Regions from separate parts of the Oryzias latipes genome. Here region 1 is linked to region 2. Evidence: chromatin contacts called from public Hi-C data. All regions are on one chromosome and are shown on one strand. The core of a region is the stretch at or near the end of the contact, and the rest is flanking DNA. Distances in the headings are between cores, read along the strand shown. Region 1 holds the start of tmem200c (transmembrane protein 200C). Region 2 overlaps epb41l3 (band 4.1-like protein 3).

Region 1 (6,017 bases), core at 1,697-4,196, 46 kb before region 2:
TTGTTTAGTTACCTCTCCACAGCTTTCTGCACATCTCCTCATTTGAAGCTCAGTGACTAAACATCAAGTTGGCTGCAGAGAAAAGCGCCTTTGATTCAGCTTCTTTTTCATTGTTTAGAAGAAATGAAGCACAAAACATTTATTTCTTTACTGCATTGTATTTGCAAAGCAACAACAGCCGCCTCTGGAGGTTGAAGGTTGTCGGTGCTGCACAGATTCCCATCTGCTGCCCCTGCACCGCTGCTTTTTGCGACTTGAGCCTGAAACTTCATAAGAAAAGAAAAATGCACCTCTGTCTTATAAAAGGGGGTTGCTGCTATGCTGCATTTCTATGTGCACAAAGAACCCTGATGTTGAAGAAATGCCGTTCAAAGATTCCAAACACAATGAACACCACCGACTTTAATAAAGGGAGCAGCCAGTTTATTCAGAGCTCCCACACACACACACACACACACACACACACACACACACACATCTCTGCTCTTGCTTCCTCTGGAAAAATCATTGTGTTGCAGCCTAAGGAACAAACATGCAGTTTGTGTGTATCATGAAAGGAATCCATTTCAGGGAACCGGCTGAGCTTTACAAAAAAAAGACTTAAGGATAAGACGCTGCTTTTCTTGCAGTTTTCTGTAATCTATCATTGAAAACGTGAAATGAGATGTTCGAACAAACGAGGACATCTTCGTTTCTTTCCTGAAAAAGAAGGAATGGATCACAATGATGAGATGGCAGCATATTTAAAAGAGGGAAAGAAGGTTTATGATCTCTGGATGAAGGAAATGCAACCTCGAATGAAAACCATAGCTGAGCAAGGCTGTGGTCAGGAGAACACAGTACACCCACACTCATCCTGAAGCAGCAATAACTAGTAATTGTTTTCTGTGTGCTGCTATCTGTCAATTAAAACCAAGTGAATGAGCAGTGCCTGTGTGGGAGAATGAAGAGGGAACAAGAAGCCAGGTGCCGCTGATCAAGTGAAGCGGATGAACTGATCATGCAGGTGCAGACCTCTCAGCAGCCTGTTGGCGGTCTGCTGTCGTCACGCTAACACCAACGTGTTCGAAGAAGCAATTGTTGCCGCCGCCAAGCAATTTCCCAGTCATTTGGAGTCCGTTGCTCTGCGCTGAATGCTGAAATGTTGCAGAGAAAGGTGTGTCCTTTCTGCCTATTGGGAAGCAGTGATGTAAAAACCGTTTGACCAGACAGAAGAGAGAGAGTGAAACAGCAGGTCAGACAATTGTGATCTCTGCTTTCAGGAGCTGCAGTTGTTTGTGGCACTTATACTGTAGGACACAGTATAACTCATCTCATTAATTATTCAGCCTCTGTTGGAAACAGTGTGCTTTGCCTGGAGGAGAAAAGACTAACAAATACTTTGTCTCACTTATTTGTTTCTCAGAAAACATTCTTGGATCGTTAATAACTCCATCCTCATCCATTAGGAGATGTTGTGCATGTAGCAAAATTTTCTATGCCCCAGGCCTTAGAAAGTAGTAGAGGTTTTCATCTGATCCTCCATGTAGCTCTATGACTCCTGCGACAACTGAAGCAGTAAGAACAGGAATGTCTCAGTAAAGCTCCAAATAGCTCCAAAGTCATAGATTTGAGCCCTGGAGCCCCTGGAAGTGCAACAGATGGACTCCACGGTTTTCAGTTAGGTGTGGAGAGAGAGGCAGCCCCAGAACAAAGCAATGCCTTCCTTCGTTTGGAGGCTGCAGAGCTGGAGAGGTTTTAGCTCCAGAATCACAGGGACTATTTTTGACACACCATCATCTGCACCTACACGCTTGTGCACATGAAGGCTGCTGCTCTGCGCTTTGAGGAGCATCAGAAAGACGTGGAGGAGCAGATGGAGCCTGGACGCTGCAGACACATCATTCGCGGCGGACTGGACAGGACTGCGCTGTCTTAAATAAGCGTGACAGACATGATGTGATCACAGAGGAACAAATTAAATTACTGCTGCATTGTGCTTGAGAATCTCCCTCCCAGTGCAAACGGGAACATAAATCTGTTGCTTTTGCTATCTTCCCTTTTCTCATTTCTAAATTCCCTTTTAATGACCCCTAATTCATCATGTCCCAGTCTGTGAGTGAAAGCACCTGGGGATGCCTTGATAAGAAATGATTAAGCAGAGGAGGGAAGTCATTTGGCTTGCAGAAGTGATTTTGCTTTGTTCAACTTCCTCCAACAATGACCAACCTGCTTCCAATAAGAGTTCACCTTTAATATCCTAAAGTTTATATGCTGTGTTGGTGCATCCACTAAGAAAATGTCTTAATAGTTCATCATTTAAAAATCCTTTGTCTTTTGGATATTGTGCGGTAGAAGCTGTCTTTCTGACTCACATATAACATCATATTTCGGTGCTTTAAGTTATGAGTCTGTGACTTAAGCCCAGTTCCATATCTGAGTATCAACACATTTTCCTAAATTGAACAAGCTGCCGAAAACTGACCTCCACCACTCCAAGGGGAGTCACCAAGGGGAAAAGACAGCTCTTTGAAGCCCCTCTTTAGTAATTTCCACATGTATTGTCCCTGCTCCATCCAGACTGGAGTTTCCTCTGTTCCTTCCACTAATTTATGCCATAAACAAATCCCCATTTCTGGGTCATAAATTTGCAGAGAGGTCTCTGGAGCTCCATGCAGCGCGGGGCTTTGTTGTGCAGAAATCCTCAGTGCAGAGTTGCTGCATGTTTCCTCAGTTTCCCATCACCGACACCCATCTGGACTCTGTCATATTTAATTCAGTTAAACATGGGGACGCAGCACGCCATCCCAGCTATGGAAACCCAGGAACATTCAGGGAGACTTTGTCCTTTGCTGCAGATGTTTGGATTCCTGTACGATCTTGTTTTGTCTATTTTTTAATATGAGATGTTTGCGCGTCAGAAATAATCATTGAATTCCAAACTGTTATGTAAAATGCTAAAAACAATACAAATAAGACAACAAACTGCTGGGCTGCTTTTCTCTTTTAATACGTGCATCGGACACATATGATGATGTGTAACACCCCTCGTTTTTCACGCTGTCCAATAATCACCTCCAGTTGAAATGCGGTCGGCCCGCCCCTGTTGGCTCCATTGTGAATCCGCGTTTAGCTGGAGAGTCCTCTTCCATCCTTTGGCACCACAGCAGCACGCCACGACCGAGCAGCAGAAGGAGCCGCGCGCCTCGGAGGATGCTCGACCGTCAATCCGCGCTTTCCGGTAAGACACGCGCGGCTCGGTCTCCTGCTTTTGCTCTGAATGATCCCCCGCTGCGCCTTCACACCCACCCAGCGCGCCCAGGAGGAGCGATGTCTCCAAAGTCTTCCTGCTCCGTTTAGTTGCCGATTTTTTTCTGGCTCTCGCACGTCGACAGGCAGGACTTTAAATGCCGGAGGGGCGTTGGGTTTGGACCCCCGTTGGCCCTCAAACCCGTCCACTTTGGGACATTCGGATTATGGTCTGTGTTGCGTTCGTGTTGCTTTCGCCGCGCAGATGTGATGCCTTCGCTTTCACGTGTCAAGCGTAGCGCACACCGGAGAAAAGGTAAGCGCAGATGATGGCTTCATCCTCTTCAACTTTTCCATGGCGGAGGTGACCCCCCATCCCCCCCATCCCCCAGCCAACCAATGAATTTCTAAGAAGTTGGGAAGGCAGAAGAGATGGAAATATGTGCCGTTTATACAATGGAAGCTATAAATACTGTCGAGAGTTGTAGTTTTGGGAGCATGGGCTTCGTCAGGCCGTGACAGAGGTATGAATGTTTGGCATCGGTCTTGCCCCCACGAGCCCCCACCCAAAAAAATGTCCCCGTGTGTTTGGCTGTTCCGCCGTCGCCGTGGGTCTGCATATTTTCAGGAGCAAGTCCGGCTCCACGGTCATGTTTGCGTTCTCGTTTTTTTTTCTTCCTTACAACAAGAAGGAAACAGATGCGCCGTTATGTCAACAGACGCATCAACACTCAGGGAAGATTGCGCAATAAAAAATAAAAAAAAAGGCTCCCCGCAGCTTTGACGCTCCAAAGCCGGGCGAGCGGCGGCCGCTTCCCGTTCAGCACCGCAGACAGAGACACGATCCGACGTGTACCCCCCACCCCACCCCCTGTTCGCGGCACCGACGCTACCCCGCGCGCTCCAAACCGAGGCCCGTTCCCGCCTCCTCGGGTTTGGCGCTTGACCGCTGGCTCTCGCCCGGGGGGGCGTTTGAGCAGCTCCTGGATGTGAGATGTTTGCCGAAGCTCAGGTGCAGAACTCTGTGTTCCACTTCCCCTGAGGAGCCCCTGTCATCACTTCTGAGAGATGCCGGGGCCCCACGGAGAGGGGGGGGGGCTGCGTGGAGGACTATCTCACTGCGTTGAAAGACAATTTTTTTCATGAAATCAAAAGCCAGACCCTTGTTCAGAGAGGGAAATATTCAACCCACAGCAGGATGGAGGAGGAAGAGTCTGAGTGATAATGGTGATGACTGTCATCCGTAAAGGTGAGGCCTCAGATCTGCAGCCTCACAGCAGAAAAATCAAAAGTAAACCCAAAAGTAAACATTGCACTTTGTTAGCCAGAATGGTCACATTGGTGGCAGCAAGGACAGTCTCAGGTTTAGAAACAGAGACAGAAAGAGAATGGGAGCTGGACAGAGCATGCCCGCCGGCCTCATGTCTGCACACATTACATTCCCACCGGATGACAAGACACAACGAGATGCACGGATCGCCCTGTTCTCCTCTGTCAGCCACGATATTTGTCTGTTTTTCCTGCATGTTGCGTCTTATTTATATCAAGGTCTGTGACAAAATATCTCAGAAATTCTGATGGTTGAAAATTCTCTTTTGCACGGCCGGAAAAACAGGCGAGCAGAGTCCCGGGCTGAAAAGAGCCCAATGTCCCCCATCCTTTTTTAGTCAGGTCAACTCAAATTTTGATTTAGCTGTACTATAAAATAGCCAAAGATGATCTTTTTGGAATCTAACAGTGAAGGGCTGTGAAGCCTGCATATACAGACGTTGGTTTTTGTGTCTGAGTCAGCACTCCAGCTATTTGTTCAGGTACCACAGTGGGCAGGCATCCTCTGACTAATTTATACACCCTCTTTTGTGGGATTTTGGGACAAATTTAGAGCATCCATTTGCAAAAGCTCCATTTTTGTCTGGCCAAGTGTTGACTAATACGGGAGAAAACGTTTAGGTAAGAGAAGCGTGACATCATCCTGATGGAGAAACTCAACTTGACTAGTTTGGGAGGTGTTGTGGTAAATAAAGAGCAGATTTAATGACGACTCCTGCATTCACATCAATCTGTTTATATCAGTCACTCACTGCTTTAGTCCAGAGAATCAAATCTGGACCCGCAGCTGCTCCGACACAAAACTAGTAAGAACTCTTTCACATTCTGTGCTGACATTTCTCCACATGCCTCCTTCAAATCCTCATGCAGTGATACTATTAAAGTAATCAGACATAATTAAGTCTTTCTTCCTCCTTTTTGTGCCCCATCAAGTCAGCAGATGTTTACAGAGTTTGGAGTTGCTGAAATTAGTCCACAAACCCTTTCCCCTCACAAATCCTCACTCTAACACTAACTCACTCAAATGAAAAATGTGTATTTATTCTAGGTTGCAGATTTGTTTTTGCAGGTAAAGCCTGCATGTCCAAAAGATTTTAATGAAGTTGAATTTTTAAACGTTTCGTGTTTGCCTTCCTTCACTAAAGCACACGTGTGCAGGGATGACCAGGTGCGCTGCAGGTAAATCTGATGGGTCAACCTCATTTAAATCTGACGCTAAAGGTTAAAAGAATCATCACTTAAGGAAAAAATACCACATGTTATTTATGTAGAAATACTTTTAAGATCACTAATTTAATTTTTTAATTTAGAATATTCCTCAAAGTGATGCAGCATTTATTTTGAAAATTACCTTTTTAATCTAATTGGTTTGACTACTTTTAAACTCATAAGTAACAATATGAACGCTGCTCTAGAAATTCTTAGTTTTCCTTTGGTTGGAGGAACACGAGCGAAAGTGG
Region 2 (6,061 bases), core at 404-2,903:
ACAATGAACTAAAACGAAATGCTTAGATGCTCAAAAAGTTGATTTTGCATGATATAGGCCCTTAAAAACGTGAATGCATGCTGTTTGATCTTTTACTTGTAGCTTTGAAAAAAGTCAAAAGAGGTCATCTTATCCCTTTAGACTCATTGCTAAGAGTTTCAGTAGAAGCTCATGTCAGCAGCTTGAAGCTAAAGCTGCACAGACCTCCAGGATGCTGGAGGCTGTGAGTGGACGAATGCTGCTCACAGTTCAGCTGTTTCTTGCTCTTCATGTTGTCTCTCTGAGCTCCTTGCACTTAAGTGCTGCCTCCGTTTTGCTAGTTTCTCATCAGACGTTTTTCTTTTCTAACAACGTGCTACTGCCTCGTCTCACTGTCTGTGTGCTCTGCTCTTTATCCGCCATCAGTCGGAAGCAGATGAGGAATCTGAGACGCAGACTCAGGTAGACCGGCCTCGCCTGGAGGCCTGGAAGCCGCACCAAAAAAAAAAAATCTCCCATCGATCACTTTGTGCTGTTCTTTTGTGCTTGCCTGCTATTAGTCTATGCTTTTGTGATCAGACACAAAAGTGACCTTTTTTGTTCCTGCCTGCGCTCACCTCACAGGCGGCTGCAGGGGTGTGGCTCCTTCCATAAACACTTTTTTAAGGTCCCACCACCTCACGCCGGAGGCCTGTTTTACCTTTTTTTTCCTTTTGTAATGTTTTCTTCCTTCGTAACATTTGTTTACAGTCGTTCTCTGGAAGACAAGGCTCCCATTTCTCTGTTCTTCACCTGTCATGACGAATCCTTTCCCCCTCTGTCTCTCTGCAGTATAGTTTCATAAGACGAGTAAAGGGGGAAAACGTTTTTATCAGGCATAGCAATCTGATGCTAGAGGTTGGTGAGCAGGTCGTGCATAACCGAATAATGCATGCTGGTTCCTTTCAGCTATGAAAAATCCTAACCGATTAGAAAAAGGGAAATATTTCCTCTTCTCCAGCCTACCTGCCTGTACTGGACTCTGCTTGTGGTGTGAATAAACTCTTCTCATATTCTAATATATCGTAAATATCTTGTATCACAAATAAAATAGAAGCTCTTCTAGAAGAAGAGGAGATTTGGGAGTGTTGTGCCTAACCAAACCCGTGCATGCAACCCTTTATTTTCATCAGGTTGAGCAGGTCTTAACTGTGCTGCTGCATTTAAGACCATGTTTGGTCATTGCCTCGTAGGCAGCTGTTTTGCTGTTATTGTGACGTTTTTGTGCCTGTAGATGTTTTCAGTTTGTTAGCAGAGCCCTTCTAAGCTGCATGTGTGCAGCTCAGCATCTCTGCAGATGCTCCGCACGCTGCAGAACAGAAAGCATGGCGCTTTGCCCGAGCTCATCTCCTTTAATCACGGTTCGTCGGCCACTTTAGGACACAGAGCCTTTGCCAGAGGTGGCCAAGCACCAGACAAACATCAGCGAGCTGAAACGCTCCTTCCTGGAAACCGCGGGCAGCAGCACGCCAGGCCCAACAGAGTGGGAGAAGAGACTCTCCTCATCCCCTCTGCGCTCACCCAGATCAGACGAAGCCCCGATGATCGAGCCGCTGGAGCCGCAGGACGTAAGCGGACGCAGACAGCATGATGGCATGGTTGTGAGGCATGACGTCACCAAGGAGACGGGAGGAAAACAATGGGAGCAGTGTTGGACCGGGCTGCAGGGAGGCTTAGAGGAGCAGATGCGGATGTCGGGATCGTGCTGTTTTTCTCTCTCAGCTTAACGCAGCTTAACAGTTTCATAAAAGTGCCAGAATGAAGGAGTTTTAAGTCCTTTCTTTTATGGTTATCAACACATGACAACCTAGGCTGTCCTGGAAACTTCCTGAGCCGTCTTGACAGAGACCTTCAACATAAGCCCAGTTTGAAAGGCAGTGTCAGAACTCATCCATATTTAGTTGCGAAGGAGCAGCACAGAGGTTCTCCTCTAAATTTAGCTGCTGCTTCTGCCTTCTTAAAAGAATTTTTAAAGTAAACTATGGCCAAAGCCGGAAATCAGTTTTTTTTTAAATCCCTGACAGAAGCGCGTTCTCTCAGAATGGAGCCTCGTTTGATTCGATTCCAGGTTTACTTCCCCTTCGTCTGATCTTTGCTTACTTCCTTTACATGAAGTTTCTCCTTTCTGCATCAGCACACGTGACTTCTCATTTCTAATATGCAGTTAGGTCTCATTTGACAAAGTTGTTATTTTTCTCTGTAACTGAATTCTGAGAGGAACCTGTACAAACGCATCTGACAGCATCTCAAAGTGCAGATCGTCTCCTGATAATGAAACTGTCTTTGTCTGCATAGTTGGATGCACGTTGAGTGTTTTTTTTGTTCCCTCTGCCAACATTTCTCTGTTTCATCAGCTCTAGTTGTTTATAAAATCAGGCATTTTAATACTTGGGGAAGTCCGTAGTTTTGCGCTGATTTCAGTTTAATCAAATCTCCTCCATTAGGATGTAAGAAAAACCCCTCAGGCTGCAAACGCTGTCTCTGCTGTTCATTTTTAGGATCCAGAACTTCCTTGTTTTAGAAGGTTTTTTAAGTTCACTTCATTTTTTGCAGACCAAAGATGATCAGCAGTCTGGAGCAGAGCGGAAAGAGGAGGTGGGACCTAAAGGCACAGAGGTAAGCTGCTTTCCATTCGATCTCATTTGCCGTTTCTCGTCTGCCGTCTTCTAGCTCCAAAAGTACGAGGCCTCCAGTCTGCAGGGATGTTTACAAGAAGAGCCTCTGGGTTCTTCTTTTTAATTGACCCTTTTCTTTCTCCCATCAGCGTATAAAATTCGTTAGACGCTGGCATCTTCAGTCCTCTCTTTTCAGAGCGACGTCACGTCTTTGCCAGTGGAAGCAGAAGTGCGAGTGGATCTGTGTGTTTGGCGTGACGTTTCTTTGTGATTGTTGTGTCTTCCTCTCTGTCCGTCTCCAACAAATCACGTGTCTCCCCAGGCAGCAGGATATCTGGTCAAAGTCGTACCGGACAGCGTCGTCACAGAGGGGGTCACCTCCTCGGGGCCCCACGGGATTAGCTTGTCGACCACAATGGACGACGACGTTTTCCTGGACGGGACCTTGAGGGAGGAGGTTGAGGAGAAAACCCCAGACTCTCAGGAGGAGGTGTCGGAGACGTCTGTGTTGAGGCTGAGCCCTGGGGCTGTGAGACAGGAAGTGTCGCAGGCCATCACTGACAAGAAAGGCACGCTCATTATCCTGAAGGAGGCGGAGGACCAAGCGGACTCCGAGGGCGGAGTGATGAGTGCTTTGGTTGACGAGGAAGAGGAGGCCGTTGGCCCTGAAGAGCTGGAAGCTGACAAGAACCAAAGGTTCCTTTTGTGTAAAGAAGCAGAAATTGCCCCAGAGGACATTTTTACCCACAATGCAGTTGTGAAATTGTTGAGTCTGACGGAGGAGATGAAAGGTGGTGACATGAATCATGTTAGAGGCCTGGACTCCCCCAAAAAGGCAATGGCCTCGTGGATTTCAGAGGAGGTGAAGACCGAAGCCTCAGAGGTCATCAGTGCGAGACTGAAGTCCAGCCCGACTCGGATGACAGTTTCTGAATCTTCCGCTATGCCTTTAGTGGTGGTATGAAAGCAAAACCCAACACCTCCACCAGCTCCACGTGCTGCCTGCCCTCATTCATTTGCTCCAGCAGCAGCAGATCCGGCCTAACAGCAGTGTTTTCAGGCCCCGAGCATGGCTAACGGCCCTTCCCGCCCACACCCGCAGCTCGACCAGTTTCTGTTGCAACCAGGCTCCTGGCTTTTCTCACGTTTGAGTTTGTGTTGGCACCTGAACCGCCGTCACACCTGAGCGGCAGGAGTTCTGAGGAGCTTTTGATTGCTCCGCCGTTTTGCTCAAACCATTTTTCTTTGTCGGTGCTCTTATCATCTCCCTGGGGGAGGGACTTCCCAGGCCTGCCAGGGTGCTGTTCCCTTTTGTCCTGCTCATACCCCCACCTCCTCCCCCACCCAAAGACCACTTAAGAAAATTGTATGGATGTCCCAGCAAAGACATTTCGTCTGCTCTAGAAGCAGAACTAAAAATTTCCACACGTGGCTTTGATCATTTGATCATTTCTGTTAAGCTGCTTAATGGTTTTCCATACAATAACTTCATTCCTCCTCAGTTTACCCCCCCTCTCAGTTCATCTTTTGCGCTCCATCAAGATGTTTGCCTTTCCTTTCCTTACTTTTCTCTCTGTTCTTGTGTCCATCTGTCCCTGTATGTCATCATTCTACGCCGGGACGCGTTTCCTCCCCTCAGCAGGTGACCACAGCTCTCTGATAAACTCTTTAAATGTGATGCTCTTTAATCTCAAACCAACAGTAAACCTGCCCCGTGATGCTGGGTTCATGACACATCACTTAACTGTACATTTATCATTCACAGGGGCCACCTGGCCAAGAGAAGACAGCGGTTGCCACGGAAACAGGAGCAGCACCTGGCAAGACAGCTGGGCAAATGGTGAGTAAATGATGAGGAGAGGCTGCTCCTTTCAGCCAAGCAAACCGCTGGGTATGATGGGAAATGATTGGGAAAGTGACGATTGCTGACGCTGCGCTATCTTCCCAGCACACAGAGATGATGTGCATCATGTTCAGAAACCTGCAGCTCAGGAGATGATGCTCCCAGTTATGGACTCGTCAGACTGTAGAGTCAGAGGAGCTGATTTTGGTTCAGGAGGAAGACGAGGCTGAGGGATATGGGGGTTTTGTGAAGTATTTAAACCACATCTGCAGTGAGCACAATAAAACTCACAGAAATCTGCCCTAAACAATCTGCCCAGAGGTTAAAAGCTAAGTGGAGGAGACGACGCATGACAGGGAAGACGTGAACCTGCAACACTGGCGTGTTGGTGAAAAGGAGGCAAACGCTGGAAACGGCTCCAGGAAACTCTGAGCTTCTTACATCCACTCCAGCATCAGCTCGTCATGAGCCTCAGCTCTGTCATCTCAGCACCCCTCCTGGTGGCTGGGCCTGCCACCAGCCACCAGAGAGCAGCTCCACCGGAAAACCAGGCGTGTGTCTCAGAGCCTTGGCTTTGGGCGAGCTGAGCAGATCAGATGGCCTTTAGTGTGATGTGGTGCAGACGCTGATCAGAACCTTGTGATTTGCATTCCTCTGAGCCCCGCTTTACTAAATTAGACGCTCCTAATTAAAGCCCACATGTCTGCTCCTTTCTGACTCTTTGGCTCGGTTTGTTAGAACGCGGTGCTTATTGAAGTCATTTGATTTCATGTACATCATTTTAAGAACAGAACCATCCAGTTTAAAGGAGGCAGCTCAGGAGGATTTTTAGAACTGGCTGTGCTCTGCAGGCACTGACCTGAACCTCTTCTGTTCTTCTGTCCTCCAGCCTCTGGACTCTGTGGAAGCAGCCACCAAGGACGTACCTGTGATCCACACAGAAACCAAGACCATCACCTATGAGGCTGCTGCAGATGTAAGAAACAGAAACACCGTCTAGAACAGGAAAGCATTCGGAGGCACCATGAGTGAGAATAAACCACAGCAAAGTAAAATGTTGACCTTTTCTACTGCTGGAAAAAAAACAAACCTTCATACATCCGGTTTGATGGGAAAAAAAGTTGTTCTGTAAATGACTCTGCCCCCAGAAGATGACATCACTGTGGCTCTGAGTGTTTGCTTCCATTTATGTAAAAATTCTACATATGGGAGGCCAGAGCTTTATTATTAGAGAAAACTTACAGAATCACATGTCACCTCATTTGACACTCTTTCCCTACCCCAACGTTCAGCCTCCAAAATAGTCTTCCACTACCACTCCATGACGTCATCAATAGTCGCTGTGGAAAATGCATAACAAAGTCGCGTTTATAACTTTAGAAAGTCGTTACATTAAAACGTAAACCTCTGTGCTCCAGAGCACAAACACGTGAAGAAATGCGTTTCTCCTTCACCTCACAAGCAGTTCTGCAGGGATGCCCAGATGATCTCCAGGTGGTTATTTTGATTTAGTTTGTTCAGAGGTTCCCTGATCAGAACTGAGGGCTGATTGAGCGCTACAGGTCTCTCCTGGCACATCTGGCCT

What was found. Hi-C and Micro-C count contacts between places; a contact is called where the count stands out from the background.
Region 1: a Hi-C map of embryo shows a contact between it and region 2, with 1.7 times the contacts expected there. The contact joins the promoter of tmem200c here to the enhancer-like site in region 2. A contact is called at or near these places in 2 of 5 Hi-C or Micro-C datasets (both in embryo).

What each region holds. Positions count from the first base shown.
Region 1 is chr17:4,971,639-4,977,655 of ASM223467v1, reverse strand. tmem200c (transmembrane protein 200C) reads left to right here and starts at 2,946. Exons shown (of 2, transcript XM_004078712.4): 1 at 2,946-3,220.
Region 2 is chr17:4,924,208-4,930,268 of ASM223467v1, reverse strand. epb41l3 (band 4.1-like protein 3) reads left to right here. Exons shown (of 25, transcript XM_020710739.2): 15 at 406-441; 16 at 1,398-1,586; 17 at 2,572-2,634; 18 at 2,956-3,591; 19 at 4,243-4,275; 20 at 4,399-4,473; 21 at 5,366-5,452. Among protein-coding and RNA genes, the nearest start is that of zbtb14, 8.8 kb to the right of the region's middle. Within about 2 kb of position 1,653, at least 1 of the 8 cell types and tissues checked has an H3K27ac peak or open chromatin away from gene starts, as enhancers often do. A contact at or near this core is called in embryo, where this site is marked.